Linked DNA regions of Delphinus delphis: region 1 is linked to region 2. The links are chromatin contacts, called in public Hi-C maps. All regions are on one chromosome and are shown on one strand. The core of a region is the stretch at or near the end of the contact, and the rest is flanking DNA. Distances in the headings are between cores, read along the strand shown.

Region 1 (5,366 bases), core at 882-3,381, 410 kb before region 2:
CCTTCTGACATCACTATTCCCAGGCCACACATGCTGTCCCCTCTGTCTGAAACACTCCCCCTGTTTGTTGTATAATTAATTCCTCATCCTGTGTATCTCAGTTAAATATCACTTATTCAAAGGCATTGCTGCCCTTCCATCTAAATTAGGTCCTGGACAGTTTGCCCTCCTATAACATCTCTCTTCTTTTACTTCATAACACTCATCCCAGTTATAATTACAGGTATTCCTCCCTGTTGGAACTCTCACAATCAGAACTCAGGACCAAACAGATTTTGGTAATGAGGAAGAAAAGGTAGATTTACCTGAAGGAAATGGAGTTTAAGCTTCAGGGCTCTTGCAGTGGGCTGAATAACATTCCCCTAAAGATGTCCATGGCCTAATCCCCAGAATCTGTGACTATGTTAAAAGGACTTTGGACATGGTAAAAAGGACTTTGCAGATGTGATTAAAATTAAAGACCTTGAAATGGAGGGACTGTTCTGGATTATCCAGATGTGCCCAACATTATCCAAGGGTCCTTATAAAGAGGCAGGAGGGTCAAAGTTAGAGAAGATGCAAGGTTGGAAGCAGAGGTCAGAGAGCTGAAAAGATGCTAAGCTGCTGATTTTGAACATGGAGGAAGGGGCCATGAGCCAAGGATTGTAGGTGGCCTCTAGAAGCTAGAGAAGGCAAGGAAACGGATTCTCAGAGCCTCCAGAAGGAAAGCAGCACTGCTTACACTTAACGGTCTCTATATTTTTTCAGATCAAACAAAAGCAGTAGTTCATGAAGGTGGAGAGATTCATTTGAACAGAAGTAATGAACAGGCTCTTGGATTGTTTGATAAACCAATTAATGAAAAGGAGGTAACTGTATGAACACACTAGGAGAAGGCTGAAATTCTTTGCTGATTTGATACAATTTACAGGCATCAATGAAGATATAATAAACTTAACAACCTCAAGGAGGACATCAATGACAAACTGGTTAATAAATGTCATCAATTCAAAGAGTATTTAATATTTATGATTAGTCACTGCACAAGAAAATGTGAAATGCCTGAAATCTTTTTTTTTAAATTAATTAATTAATATTTGGCTGCCTTGGGTCTTCATTGCTGCGCATGGGCTTTCTCTATTTGCAGCGAGCAGGGGCTGCTCTTTGTTGTGGTGCGCGGGCTTCAGTAGTTGTGGCTCACAGGCTCTAGAGCACAGGCTCAGTAGTTGTGGCACATGGGCTTAGTTGCTCTGCGGCATGCGGGATCTTCCCGGAGCAGGGCTCGAACCCATGTCCCCTGAATTTGCAGGCAGATTCTTAACCACTGTGCCACCAGGGAAGTCCCTGAAATCTTATTCTTATATGAAAGACATGTGATAGAGGTTTTCTCAAATTTGACAATAATCCTAAACATTTACATGACATTTCCAGGAGCAAACTGTTAGACTGAGTAGTAGCCATTGAATGGAAGGACTTGAGACCCCCAGAGGGTGGCTTGGCTGAGCGAGTATGCTAGAATTCAGGGGAGGGAGGACCACTGTGCAGGTCAAGTCTTCTTGGCTGTAGGACTGGAGTTGTTGGTTAAGCCGAAAAAAAAAAAAAGTTTCCAGTAAATGAACTTCCCACGACCTGCCACCTTTTTAGTTCGGGCTGGACGCATGTTGCATTTCGTCTGGGAATTCTAAAAAGTGGGATGTAAGTATTCAAACCCTTTTAGAAAAAAGCTCAGGGTCATATTTTAGAATTAGAGCAGCCAGTCGGTAGTTGCTATTACTAATACATCAATTTGGATTATAGAGAAGACTTACCTAAATTAGGCCAGCAACTATTAATTGATGCCTACAGCTCTTGGTAAAACTGTCCTTGACTTTGAAGCCTGCATTTAGCTTAGGGGTGGGATGTTTCTTTAGAAAAAGACGTGAAAAATGCAAAATGATCCTGGACTCAAATCGATGAAACCTCTTTCAGTTGTCTTTCTCTTCTCCCCCGTCGCAGTTTTGGTACTTTGCCTAGTTCACCGCGGAATCACAGTTTCTGATTCAGAGCCGGCAGAGCCGCCGTGCGGGCTGCCCGCCTACAGGGGGAGCACCAGCCGCGGCGCAGTGAGGCCGCTCTGGCCAGCTGGGGCCCCGACTCGTCTCAGTGGTCAGCCCTTTCCCTCCGCCCGCCGCCTCAGGCGCCGCCGACGCCGGGAAGGTGCTGCCGCTGTTACCGCTGCTCGGCCGACTCGAAGGTACCTGGGCCTCGGCCCGCGAGCGGCCTCCGGACGGAAGCCACTGACACCTCTCCCGCCAGCCCCGAAGCACTGGAAAGCATCGGCCCGGGGCCTGGCTGCAGGGAACCAGACCCGTGGTGGTGCGACGGGTGGCTTCCTGGCGGGTCTGTGCCGCTCGCGAGACCTGGGAGGGCCTGCGAGGGTTCTGGGGGTTTTGTGGGTAAAGGCTGCGCGGTCGGCCGCGGCGGGCGGAGCTGGGGCGGGCGTGCTCCCGGGGCTTCGCAAGGTCGGAGGTCCGAGCCGAAGCCCGCGGCCGGCTTCTAGGCGTTGGGCCCGAGAAGGTGCGCTGTGTCTTGCGTTGGCATAGATAGTACGTGGCCGTTTACTAGGCGCCCGTAGTCTAGGCGTAAACAGAAGCTGCTGAGAGGTGAGTGGACTGTCCCGATGGCACACGACCCCGGGTGTCCGGGTTAAAAGACAGCATTGCCTCTTATTCACATGCAATGCTGGAAGCAGATTGTCTTCCAGTACAGTGCTCTGCCTCGAGAAAAACACGTTTATTCTTCAGAACGGTCCACAGTGTTCAGAATTGGCTACAGAACATAACGAGGTAAAAAAAATATACCATTGAATAGTAACCCTTCTCACTCTTTAAAAAATGACGGTGGTACCAAGGAGCTCCTAGCTTAAAGAGCTGTATTATCAGTGATGTAGAAATTATAGTAATAGCTCTCTTCAGTGCTTACTATATGTCATTGTGCTGGGTGCTTTAAAACCTAGTACCTTTATTTAATCCTTGTAGCAACCGTAGGAAGTACCATTTCCATTTTACAGGTAAGGAAACTGAGGAACAGAGTCTGAATTTACTTGTCCGAGGTCAGACAGCTAGTAAAGGGTGAGATGGGATTTGAACCTCATTCATCTCCCTTACTCCAGTGCTTCTGCTTGTTACCTATCCAAACACGTTCCCTAAGACTTTTATTTGCTTATTAATTTGACTTGAACCAGCTTGAACTGATTTCTCTCAGGTTTAATTTTCATGGCTAAATGCAAGAGTCCTGTACCAACTTATTTTTAGTTTAAAAGGAGTTTAGGGCTTCCCTGGTGGCGCAGTGGTTGAGAGTCCGCCTGCTGATGCAGGGGACACGGGTTCGTACCCCAGTCCAGGAAGATGCCACATGCCACGGAGCGGCTGGGTCCGTGAGCCGTGGCTGCTGAGCCTGTGCGTCCGGAGCCCGTGCTCCGCAACGGGAGAGGCCACAACAGTGAGAGGCCATGTACCGCAAAAAAAAAAAAAAAAAAAAAAAAAAAAAAAGGAGTTTAATGAGAAAAACGTTTACTCATTAAGGAGAATAGTGATAATAAAGTTAAGCATGAACTAGGTCCCTCACTGCTCTGATGCACTTTGATTTGAAGTAGAGTTGGATTTATTTGGTTGTTAATGAGCTTCATTACTTTTCTTCATTATTTGCATTTTGATACCATTTGTAGTGAGTTCACTTTGCCTTTGCAATATTAGGTACAGTAGTGTTGAAGGGAAATGAAAGATTTTTCGATGACAGAAAGTTAATATTTTAGAGGATGTAGGAAAGACTGAAGTAAAAAGGAATTAAGAGGTTTGGGGCATGTTATTTAGAGCAGATTGTGTTACTATATGGAAGAGAAAGATTTCCAGTTTCTGTCAATGTCAGAAGGGAAATGGTATTTCCGTTTGTGGAAAGAAGTTAGATACTGTAGTGTCCTAAACACTTAGCCTTATCAGGATTTAAGAGTTTGCATATTAAGCATTCCCGTAGCAAATGTACACTGAGTGCCTCCCAGGGCCAAGCACTGTTCTAAGCATTGGGGATGCAAGAGGAACAAAAGAAAACAGCATTCTTGTCCTCCGGGAGGTAACATTCCACTGGAGGAAGGTGGGGATGGAGACAGTAAATAAAATACTTTATAAAAATTAAAATATATCCAGTCAGATGGTAACAGTTGCTTAGAAAAAAAATAAAGCAGTGAAGAGGGATAGGGAGCACCAGAGAAGGAGCAGAAGCAGTTTTTTTTGTTTGTTTGTTTTTGTTTTTAACATCTTTATTGGAGTATAATTGCTTTACAATAGTGCGTTAGTTTCTGCTTTATAACAAAGTGAATCAGTTATAAATATACATATGTCCCCATATCTCTTCCCTCTTGCATCTCCCTCCCTCCCACCCTCCCTATCCCACCTCCTAGGCGGTCACAAAGCACCGAGCTGATCTCCCTGTACTATGCAGCTGCCTCCCACTAGCTATCTATTTTACGTTTGGTAGTGTATATATGTCCATGCCACTCTCTCACTTTGTCACAGCTTACCCTTCCCCCTCCCCATATCCTCAAGTCCATTCTCTAGTAGGTCTGTGTCTTTATTCCCGTCTTACCACTAGGTTCTTCATGACATTTTTTTTTCCTTAGATTCCGTATATATGTGTTAGCATGCAGTATTTGTCTTTCTCTTTCTGACTTCCTTCACACTGTGTGACAGACTCTAGGTCCATCCACCTCACTACAAATAACTCAATTTCATTTCTTTTTATGGCTGAGTAATATTCCATTGTATACATGTGCCACAACTTCTTTATCCATTCATCCGATGATGGACACTTAGGTTGCTTCCATCTCCTGGCTTTTGTAAATAGAGCTGCAGTGAACATTTTGGTACATGACTCTTTTTGAATTATGGTTTTCTCAGTGTATATGCCCAGTAGTGGGATTGCTGGGTCATATGGTAATTCTATTTGTAGTTTTTTAAGGAACCTCCATACTGTTCTCCATAATGGCTGTACCAATTCACATTCCCACCAACAGTGCAAGAGTGTTCCCTTTTCTCCACACCCTCTCCAGCATTTATTGTTTCTAGATTTTTTGATGATGGCCATTCTGACCAGTGTGAGATGATATCTCATTGTAGTTTTGATTTGCATTTCTCTAATGATTAATGGTGTTGAGCATTCTTTCATGTGTTTGTTGGCAATCTGTATATCTTCTTGGGAGAAATGTCTATTTAGGTCTTCTGCCCATTTTTGGATTGGGTTGTTTGTTTTTTTGATATTGAGCTGCTTGTAAATTTTGGAGATAAATCCTTTGTCAGTTGCTTCATTTGCAAATATTTTCTCCCATTCTGAGGGTTGTCTTTTGGTCTTGTTTA
Region 2 (5,955 bases), core at 1,690-4,189:
TGAGTATGGTAGTACTTTGTATAGCACATAATAAATTTACAGAACTTAATATTTGAGGATGGTAGTAGAAACAATGTTTTGTTTTCTTTTTTAAACGGCACAGTGCACAGTTGATACTTTCAATGTGCGAGACATACAAAACTATTAACAAAGTTGAAATATACCTAATCGAATCCTGGAACAGATGGAGTATCTGAGCATCCATATCCCTATCAAGGCAAAAGCTTTAAACATTCATCCAATTTAGTGTAAACCAACTCCTATTTTTTCTATATCCTGAAAGCAGAGTTTTTTACCTTAATGAATGATTACACCTGGGAAACTGCACCTGCCTTAATAGTCTGCTTCATCCACTTTACTTGGGGTTGATTTTGCCTTAGAGAAAGCAATCATTAAAGTTTCTTTTCCCTTGCCAAAGATTTAAAAAACAGTCAAGCATTATATACAAATACAGAAAGGCCTATGCCAAGTTAACAAATAAATTATAACTCAAAATGAGGTATGCACACTGATAGTAAGTGCGCTGGTATACTCTATACAAAATGAGGCTGGAGAGTTTACAAACAATTGGTGATGTAAAACAGTGGTTTCCTAGGAACTTACTTAATCAGACCTTTAAAGGGCCCTAGCAAACTTCATTTTTAACAAGGGCCCCAGATGATTCTAGGTTTTGATTGAAGTGTAGTTTGGGGAATCACTTTTAACCTTCACTGTGTGTCAGATTACATATACGATAAAATTAAATTACAAACCATGTAACTGAACAAAAATATCTTTATATAAGCTATTAATAGATACCTAAATACAATATGGTTTTTAAAATGAAATCATGTGTATATAGTTGTATTCATAAAGTACACTAATCAAAAGCTATATGACAACATTAATAGCAAATCCAAATCCAAATGAAGACATTCCTCTGTATTTCATCTTTCATCGAGCATCAAAAACCACCACTATACAAAAACTGAGTTAAGGACAAAATAAGTACTTCAAAATTATATTAAAAATTTAATACTTCCAAGTCACTTTCTCTTTGCAATAAGCTAGTTATTTAATCTAAAATGCACAAAAGAATGAAGTTCACTATTTACTATGATAATTAGAAATGAACTAAAAAAATAAACTTTTAATTATTAGCCCCCCCCCATGATACAAGAGACCAATGCACCAAGAAACACTAAAGCAGTGTTAAAAGTGATAATTTAGTGATCTAAAAAACACTGGTAGTTATTATATAACAATTTACTCTCAGTCTTTCAGCTAATTTGTAAGCCTCACTTATTCCATTAGGTAGCATACAAACTCAATATCTGTATTTCTCCTTGTATCATTTAGTTTGCCCATAAACTGAAGCTCAAGAATGAGTACTTATATACAGAATCCCTGAAAAAATACACTTATGAAAGCCCAAATCAACTAGTATTTAGATTATTTAGTATATGTCTATACCCTGGAGTACTGGTCCATGAAAATGCTAATCATGGCTTTTGTTTTTTTGGTAAGCAATCCAAGTTGTTACCATTTTTACCAGAAATTAGTCTTTGACTATCAAACCATGCATTATTTTTCACTTCCTCTTATCTCATAGTCATAAAGCTTAGTTAGAAGGATACGTCTTTTAGTCCTTTTCTTGTACATTATTCTGTATCCACATTCTCTGCAACGGATTGGATCCCTTGATTTTATTTCATTTTCTGTGTGACATTCTAGAAACAAAACACGTTTATTCAATGCCTAAAAGAGAAATATTACAGACGAGCAAATTATCTTAACCATACTTTTCACCCAAAGCACTAAAATATAGTATACTCAGTCTCAAGGGTATGTTGCCATTACCAACATATTAAGGGAGAAAGAAAAAAAGAGTGGCAGACAATGCATTTTTCCTAGGAAAGAAAATGAAATCTTAATAAGAGGATTTTTTTTAAGATTGTTAAAGTTGTTCTGCTTTCTAACTTTAAAGATGACTCATTTAAGCCAAAGATAAATGCAATAATTTTTTTAAAACCGAGATGAAATACTCTTACTTTTGTGTTACTCTTACCTCCACAGATATATATCATTGGCTGCTGCTTTGGGGGTTGAACGTCCTTCTGGGTGTCCATTGTTGTCCCTGAAATCACAGACTCAAATATTTAATATCTCAAATGGCATCCTCACAAATCTAACCAGGCCTCATGTTTCTCGGAGAAAGCTAAAAAGGTCCCAATTCCTAATCTGTGCTTTTTTCAAACCCTATAGGTGGGTCTAAAGAACGAAACAAAAAAACAACGTATTGTGCATTTACCCCCAAACTGGACACAATAATAAACACTTTACATATGTCATTTCAATTATGCATGCCATTTCATTATAATCTTTACAACAATTCTAGGAGGTATTACTCTTATTTTACAGATGAAGGAACTGGGGTTTAAAGAAGTTAATTTGGGCAGGATTATTCATCTGTTAAGAGTCAGAGATTTAGATCTGACTGCAAAGCTCGCGTCTTCATTTAACACAAGTTCCAAACTTTAGCAAGAGATTGCCAAAAAACTGTATCCCTCAACAGCAGAACGTGCGAACCGAAGATAAGGGAAGAACAAAGAAATAACTCCCAACAGCTAAAACGCCAACAGCTAAAGAGGCAAACAACCCAACAGCTAAAGAGGCAAAGGCCTAACAGCATCGACTCTATCCCCAGTCTCTCCCGACTCTAACCCCACACCAAACCTGTTTAGCCCCTAGCGTCTTTCCAGTTTTGGCCCAAATACCCACCCCCCCAATCCGCCAATTACCTACCCACGTAACACGGAGAAACTTCCCCGCTTCTCCGAACAGATTACGCCTCGCCGCTGTATGGCAGCCAACTTCCGGCGCTGGCTTATGACGCAAGCGGAGTCTCCGCCCCTTCCGCCCCAGGTGTGGCAGAGAAAGTCGGATTGAGTACAGGTGGTGAAGCTGGTTTGTATTTTTGTTGTTGTTGTTTTGGTGGGTTTTTTTGCGGTACGCGGGCCTCTTACTGCTGTGGCCTCTCCCGTTGCGGAGCACAGGCTCCGGACGCGCAGGCTCAGCGGCCATGGCTCACGGGCCCAGCCGCTCCGCGGCATGTGGGATCTTCCCGGACCGGGGCACGAACCCGCGTCCCCTGCATCGGCAGGCGGACTCTCAACCACTGCGCCACCAGGGAAGCCCAGCTGCTGCTTTTTCTGTATTTCAGACTCCGGACAAAAGTGCTTGTTTCGGTCTCACCTGTTTTCACTTTTCAGGGAAGTAAAGCGTTTTAGAAGCTCCTCAAGTCGAAGGAGGTTTGTTTCTCTGACATATGAAGTCGGTAGAAAGTAACACTTTTCCAGGAGGGCAGAGGGTTAGAAGAGAAACCCAAGTGAAGTGCTCGTGGAATCCTAGGCTGACCGTTACTCCGAGGAACGTAGAAGAATCGGCTCCACCGCTAATTTCCACGTAGAAAAGCACTTTTCAGATTATGCATTTCCAGTCGTTTGATACCTGTGCCGGGGCAGTGGAGCAGCCGCCCCTATCCTTCCTTAGAATCATTTCGTTTTTGCTTTTCGCCCCTTTCTCTCCTAGGCTCCCGTCATCCCTGTAACCCCCTCCTTTTACTCGTTTTAAAGCACAGGTGGGCTTGCGGGCAGCTATGTCAATCACTCCCACTTAACGCTAAGGGATTTAGGTAGTGGTAGCTGTCCATTGACCCTCCTTTCATCCCATGTATTAATTCCTTCCCAGAAGAACAAAACGACTTGTCCAGTGGAGGCGTGTTCTTTCCAAGATCAAAATTTTAGTGAGACTAGTAACAGTTGGGTTCACAACATTTGCATTCGTTTGCTTCTTTCACAGCAGGTATTTTACTTATATCACGAGAGAGAAGAAAATGAAGTTATTAAAAATTTAGAAACTAACCAGTTGTTAATAACTATTTTAGTTAATCTGAGAAGCAGGTTTCTTTCTGCCCAACATGCACTACTTTGGTTTTTATTAAGCAGGCTATACCGCTTTTCGGTCTTCCATCCAGCAACTTGGGAACCTTGAGCCTCACCTTTCACTTCCAGAAGGAATTCCAACTGGTTGCACCTCCACAGACCAGCCTGAGAGATTTAACTCGATTTTCTCAGTCTTCCTAGCTGCCGATTTTTAAATTTCCAGGAAACACAGTGGACTGTCCTGCTTCTTTCTCCACAGATAGGCTAAGATAGAACATAAATATTTTAATCATCAGCTCTCTTACGAAATACCCCTCCTCTTAACCAAAGGGAAGAGGTAATCCAATAGAACAGTCAAAATTAGCTTCACTCAAGAAATATTAGGTAAAACCATTGTCATGATAAGAGAAAGATTATGGAGTGATCCAGAAAGTGTAACTTTAATCATTGCAAACTGACCTGGGTTCTGACTATGCAGCTTGAGGTTATCAAGATGATGCTGGCACATAACACAGTTTGTGGAGATCAGAATGGATCAACACATGTAGAATACAAATGGGTCCTGGAACCCTACAGAGGGTTAGGGTAAAGACAAGTTATAGCAAGGAGATCCAGAATTTCAACAAGAGTTCATGTCGAGGCTAGTTCCCAATGCAACATTCTCTTTCCTATCAGCAGGAACCAGTAATTTTAGGATCATTTTGGAGCATGGTCTGTGGATGCTGTTATCAATGGTGACAGCTAACTTTTCTTGAGCATTTGCTACGTGCCGGACATCATCGCATTGCTCTCTCTTAATGAGGGCATTTGTTTTGCCAACTTGGATACTAGTGTTTTTAAATGCTTACATTGCAATAATATGGTTATGGAGATGCAAGTTACTATTTTCCCCCTGAGTATCTGTTTTCCTTTTTCTTGATCATACTCATTTAAGTATACCTGCATAGCTTGACTATCATGGTGATGGAAAACCCTTTCAGTATGTTTTCCTGGATGGTCTCCAAAAGAAGCGTTAGCTCTGTGGAAAACATATGGGTTTTAGAATTCTGAGGTCAGTAATGAGATTACACCCAATCCAGAAAGGGAAGGGAAAAGGCCAAAGACTGTGATGTGTAAAGAATAGGAAAATATAGCTCAGTGGCTTAAATTTGTGGTATATGAGTAAAGCTAGGGCAAGCTACATGTAACTAGGTGTCTTTTTGCCATTTTTGGGGTGGGGAGGGGTGTAAAATTATTCTTCGAGTGAATAGAAGGGAGTTATGATACATTCTTTTACTCTTCAGTTGTAACAAAATATCTAAAGAAAAATTACTAGAGAAAGAGAAAAGGGCAATGTTTAATCGTGTTTTGGGGTCGTGTGGCTTTTATTTAACCATAGGCAAAATCGCCTGCCCTGTTTACAGTGGAGTGGGGAGCAGACCTTACACAAAGTAAGTAAATAATACAGTATTTTATAAGGTGATAAATTATATGGAGAAAATTCAGGAGAGGAGGCTTGCAAGTGCTGGGCAGGGAGTGGCAAAATAGAGGCTTGATTGTAATAGAGACTGGTTTGAGGACCTAGAAAGGACACTACTCATTCTATCCGAACGTGTGAGGGAGGCTTCAGGGAGGTGCCATCTTGAAGAATGTGTAATTCACCAATTCCTTGCCTTAAGTCCTACAGGTACCACAAACGTAACAACCTCGCACTAAATTCATCTTATTTTCTCCCAAACCTGTACTCTTCGCTCCTCACCCCCTGCTGCATGCAGTTCATTCAGCCAACTGAATCAGGTGTAGGTTCTTCTCCACCCCCATTATCTTCCAGAGTAATGCAGTAGCTTCCTAAGCCACCCTCACCTCTCTTCCTTCTGTCTTCCATTCTGCCACCAGAGTGGTCCTTCTAAAATGTCCTACATTGCCTGGGACTTCCCTGGGGGTGCAGCGGTTAAGAATCCACCTGCCAGTGGGGGACAGGGGTTCGAGCCCTGGTCCGGGAAGATCCCACATGTTGCGGAGCAGCTAAGCCCGTGCGCCAAAACTACTGAGT

Evidence for each region. Hi-C and Micro-C count contacts between places; a contact is called where the count stands out from the background.
Region 1: a Hi-C map of lung shows a contact between it and region 2, with 3 times the contacts expected there. The contact joins the promoter of ANKRD46 here to the promoter of POLR2K in region 2. A contact is called at or near these places in 2 of 3 Hi-C or Micro-C datasets (lung and muscle).

The regions. Positions count from the first base shown.
Region 1 is chr17:44,823,636-44,829,001 of mDelDel1.2, reverse strand. ANKRD46 (ankyrin repeat domain 46) reads left to right here and starts at 2,131. Exons shown (of 5, transcript XM_059994990.1): 1 at 2,131-2,212.
Region 2 is chr17:44,415,408-44,421,362 of mDelDel1.2, reverse strand. POLR2K (RNA polymerase II, I and III subunit K) reads right to left here and starts at 2,939. Exons shown (of 4, transcript XM_059994985.1): 1 at 2,785-2,939; 2 at 2,048-2,116; 3 at 1,617-1,709; 4 at 757-956. The coding sequence starts at 2,108. The coding sequence ends at 934.